2 separate regions of the Gossypium hirsutum genome follow, and region 1 is linked to region 2. Evidence: chromatin contacts called from public Hi-C data. All regions are on one chromosome and are shown on one strand. The core of a region is the stretch at or near the end of the contact, and the rest is flanking DNA. Distances in the headings are between cores, read along the strand shown.

Region 1 (2,700 bases), core at 34-2,533, 98 kb after region 2:
CAATTTTGAGAATGAGCAAATTAGTCTTTTTCTCAACGAAAATTACAAAAAATTCAAAACAACCTTCAAAAGTTTAAAATAATTTTTAAAATTTAAAATATTTATAAAAATTTCAAAATTTATATTTTTAAAAAAAAATTAAAAAATTCTAAAAAATATATAAAGAAAGTTAAAATTTTAAAATTTTTCTAAAATAATAATTTTGGAACCTAAATAAGTTAATTAATGATTCAAGTTTATTATTATTTTGCTTTGAAAAAGTTTTCAAATATATATGGTTACGAATTTATGTGGTTTAACATGAAATTAATTAACTGTAACAAAATTTTAATTTAACATGTTTAATTTTTTAATTTCACTCAATCCGACTTGACTTGAATTTATCTTACATTTGAAAAAAAATTAAATCAAGTTACAACGATAAAATAGGACTGGTTAACTCAATTAACTCAAAAAAATTCACTTGATTTGATTAAATACTCACCGTCATTTTATTCATACATCAATATATCTGATAAATAAATAATATAGAATTTTAGGTATGGTTAACAAATAAAAAGATAATACATGATTAAAAAAATTAAAAAGAAAATGCATCATATACATAAGTAGCCGTGGGTGCCATTAACCATAAAAGTTCGTGTGTTGTTAAAGGAGGCAAGAGAAAAGCGGATCCCACTCATAAATACTTGGACCCATTTTCCACATGGGTCTAGTAGTGGTGTAGGTTAATGGGTTTCTTCCCCCAAGTGCACATTAGCTTGGGTTGAGTAAGAACTAAGAACCCGTCTTCTTTCCTCCATTTCGCGTAGAGATGGAAATAGTGAAAGAAGCAAAACAACTAGAAAACGAAAAACACTATTGCACTGTGTTTGAGAGCAGGGGAGTGATGATGTCGGGTCCATGGGGAAACAGCTCCCGCGCTGTTTCCGGGCGCCTCTCTCGAAACCCACGCCTCAGAAATGGGACCCCTACCATATAAACACACAACTGCACAAACTTGGATTAATCCATAGTAAAAATTCGATGGTAATATTTCACTGGAAAAACTTTTTTTTTTCTTTTTAAAATTAAGTAATAATATTAGAGGGAGAAACAAATTAACTAAAGACATGATATTACATAATAAAGAAATAACATAAATATGATATTTAAAATCGGATTGTAATACCAAATTCGTGCTGGACGACGGTGTCCACGTACAAAACAAGACAAGTGTGTTTGAGACAGTCAGGCACCGAACTGAGCACTGTTGTTTTGTATTGTAATTTTCAGGGTTTTTTATTTTTTATTTTCAGGTAATAGTAATTTTGTCTTATCTCTATGTCTAGTCTCTTTCACTTGAGGACCCCAGCTTTTTGTGTTTTGCAGGTCTAATTGCCTAACTTTATCTGCCCAAAACAAGAAGGAAAAATGCCTAACTTTGAACAAATATTTTGGTTAAAATTTAGTTTCTATATTTTTATTTTTATAAATTTAGCTCTAATTTTTAGAATTTAAGTTTAATTATCAATATTATTAAACTTTTTTGTTAAATTTATTAATGTATCATTTTAAAATTAAAAATAATAATCACTTAGTAAACATATAACTAAAAATTTATGTCGTAATAAATATGAATTTAACAAAATAATTTTAAATTTAAATTTAAAAATAAAAAAAAATAAATTTCAAAATTTTTATTTAATTTTTTTATATATGTATAAGATATGCTTTCATAACTTTTTTTTCATTAAAAGGAAGTCACCAAAGTGACTTAACCTAATTAGAATTTGATTTTGTTTTAAATATTGTTTACTGATTGAGTTTTTAATCAATGTTGTCAATTTTGCAACCGGTTTTATCATTTCAGTCGGTACGTATTATTCCAATAATAAATTAATGTAATCTTTCTTCAATACCAATTAAAATTTCAATTCGTACTAGTCACATCGGCCCATTCCATTCAATTTTAGTTGAAACATTTAGTGCATAAATATATTAAAATAAAATAAAATAAAATTTTAACTTTTACAAAAACAATAACAAATAATAAATTTGTTTTTACTGAAATATTGTACATCAACTCATGCATTAAAATTTTATATTTAAAATTGATTATTTGATATTTATAAATATTTATATAAATAAATAATTTTTTGAATTAGTAGATACTAATTCTAATAAAAGAAAATAAGCGTCCGACTCCCAATCATAGTTTTAATGATTTTAGTGGGAGAATGGGACAAAATTAGTTAAATGGGAAAATCAGGTAGCGGTAGCTCTAGATCCGAAGCTTATAGCTTACCAATAATATCATTACTGTTACTTGCAATTATGGTTTTTCAACATTTACGGTTTCCTTTTTACATGCGTGAAATTTTTGTATACCTTCAAATTTCATTGTTTTCTATAACAAACAAAATATATACATAACAGGGTAAAGTTTTGAAGGTATTTGTGTTAATAGTTGAATTATATTTTTGTTTTTTTACTTTAAATATAGTTAAAATAGTTTTTATATATTAGATTAATTGATCATTCTATTAAAAACTTTATCCAATACTATTATTAAAAGTTAATCTCTATACGCTAGTATAGGATACACATGTCACTGTCTGGTTATTTTATCAATCAAGCTAATTTTTAACCGTACAAATGGATGAAATTTTAATAGAAATGACCAATTTGCTCTTTGATCTAACGTATAACGACTATTAT
Region 2 (2,700 bases), core at 132-2,631:
GCTTATGACAAGTTTAACCTGAAAAAGGTAAACTTAAATTAATATAAATGATTTCTGTCAAATATATATATATATTATAAATGGTAAAAATGGAAGTACAGAGTATCAAACTACAGAACAATAACATATCAACGGTAAACGGCAGTTAGCAAAATTGGAAAATAATCTGAGTTGCAATCATGAATAATGAACCTTATTGAAGACAAATAAAATTGATAGCACACATACCTCCTCTGCTAATCTGTCGCCCATTACATCGACACCATCAAATGTCAACGTTGAAGAATTGCGCTCACTGCCTGCATTGCGCATTAAGTCATTAACCATTCAGTACTTATTTCACCATGAAATTCATCAACAATATCATTAACTCATTATCACGAATATTCATTTAGTGAATGGGTCTTGCGTTCTCTTCACCAATTAATTAGGATGGTAACAATCCAGCAAAATATTAAATAAGAAAAAAACACAATTTGATGAATAACAATCAAAATTTGAATCCTGGATCAGTCATTGGTGAGACTTATCTACTTATAACTTCGGATAGATCTAAAGTCTAACCCAGGTTAAATTAATTCAACAGCATTGGAGTATAAGACTCCAAATTACTTAGCAGACTACTTATGAAATTCTATTAGAGATTAATTATGAAACAGTTCAAAAAAATAACTTTGTAAGAAGAGAAGGGTGAGATGAGTAAATCATTAACTTGAAACTAATTAGCATTTAGCATAATCACAGTTAATACATACAAAAAAAATGGAGTACCGAAGTACTCACAATGAACAATAACATTCTCAGGATACGTCTTTAAAAGCTGCTTCGCTGCAAATCTCCAATTCTGAGCACTGCAAAGATACCAATCCAAAAATCAATCAAGCAGTTCGGAACACATAAATAATATTAATAAAAAAACGATTAAAACCGAGATTAACCTGCCAATGATGCCATTAACCATGATAACTAGATGAGTAGGATTGTTACGCTCTCCCGGAAACTGGACTTCCATATCGACACCTCCGTTCTCGTGGGATTTCGTTCTCAAGCATCCAAATCTCGGCAAACTCAATGATCTTCTATTCTTTTTTTTCTTCATCTTCTTCTTTTTCTCCTGCTGATTCAGTATCTTATTACTAGTATTATTGTCTTCCCTAACCTTGATCTCTTCAGCAACATCAACTTCCTTCTCCGGTACTCCTCTACAATCTCCCTCCATATCCGCCATTTTGAAGCTTAAAAACAGAGCTAAGGTAATAAGAAACAATCTTAAAGTGTTGTATTAAGCTAGATTTTTGTGTTGGATTTTGATAATGAGAAAATGGAGGGAGTCAAAATAAGCTAGCCAGGATTTAAAGAAGTGAAGAGGGGGACAATGAAGATGGTGAGGGCGGGCGGTTTTTGTAGTTACGGGTTTGTTAGCTAAATGGGGCGACCCGCTGGTCCCCTCTCTTTAATTTTAAGAGATTGCCCTTGATTTTATGGTTTTATTACGGGATAAATTTGTTTCCATCGGCTGATGGGTTGAGGATAAAATCGTCATCCTGTAAGTATATTTGTTTTTGTGCTTCAATCTTGATTTTTTCTTCTAGAAGGAGACAGAAATGACACGTTTAATCTTCGGAAACTTTTGTCTTCAAATTTTAAAGCCTCGTTTTTTCAACTCGGACGGCTATTTCTTAATTACCAATTTTTTTAATTTTTCTAATTCTTAAATCATCTATTTTAATTTTTACTCCCGGATAAGTGAAAGAGGGGAGTGAGTTTATTTAGAATTGAATCCAATTTTTATACCTACAACATAATGATTTTGTAACTGAATTAAAGATTGTTAACGAGAATCAATTAATATTGAATTATGTATCTGAAGCAATACAAATAATCGATTGACTTATTAATTGATATGAGTCAATTAAATTTGATTAAATTAGTGGTTGAATTAAAGTTTATAATTTTTTAAAATTTTATAAATTTTTAATAATTTATTTAATTAAAACTAAACGTACTAATTGGATCAACAATTTATGGCCTAGCCTTTGATAACTACCTATTTGTATTTATAATCTCTTTTCAACCCTTTACTCAAATTCATATATTCGTCATTGTTACAATAGCAACAGTATCAATTGGGATAAAGTTCAATTGTATTATATTATTATTTTAATGTATTACACTTGTATTTAAAATATCATATATTTTTTTTATAGGGTGATAAAGTGTAGGATTTATTAAAAAAGTCTAAGCTTGTTTGAACTAGATCATGCTGATCGGTTAGATTAAGAATCAATTGAGATATTAATTTGGTGAGAGATTTTCAATCGTTAACTTAAAAATCAGTACGAACTAAACAAAAAAAATGATTGAATTGAATTTTTAATATTTTATTTTATAATTTTATTAATAATTTATTTTATAGAACTTATCGCAACAATTAAATCATGAACCAATAACGTGATTAATTTGAGTACCAATCCAAATTTGAAAATTTTGCAAAAAATCAAAATTAATAACTTAAATACAAATCATTTACCTGGATAAACTATTAGAGTAATAATTCGTATTAAAAAATAACGTATTTTTATAATTAGTATAATGCTATGTTTTAACTAACTTATTATACATATATCTTTGTCGCATAAGAATATTAAATACCAAAAGCATGGAAGCACCAACTTCGAAGTTAGGCATACATATGAATAT

What was found. Hi-C and Micro-C count contacts between places; a contact is called where the count stands out from the background.
Region 1: a Hi-C map of leaf shows a contact between it and region 2, with 2.1 times the contacts expected there. The contact joins the enhancer-like site here to the promoter of LOC107951131 in region 2. A contact is called at or near these places in 11 of 34 Hi-C or Micro-C datasets (hypocotyl, leaf, petal and 1 more).

What each region holds. Positions count from the first base shown.
Region 1 is chrA02:19,439,523-19,442,222 of Gossypium_hirsutum_v2.1, forward strand. No RefSeq gene overlaps it. Among protein-coding and RNA genes, the nearest start is that of LOC121217516, 21 kb to the left of the region's middle. Within about 2 kb of position 1,284, at least 9 of the 9 cell types and tissues checked have an H3K27ac peak or open chromatin away from gene starts, as enhancers often do. A contact at or near this core is called in hypocotyl and leaf, where this site is marked.
Region 2 is chrA02:19,341,137-19,343,836 of Gossypium_hirsutum_v2.1, forward strand. LOC107951131 (putative lipase YDL109C) reads right to left here and starts at 1,382. Exons shown (of 12, transcript XM_041083005.1): 1 at 939-1,382; 2 at 784-851; 3 at 229-299; 4 at 1-18. The coding sequence starts at 1,228.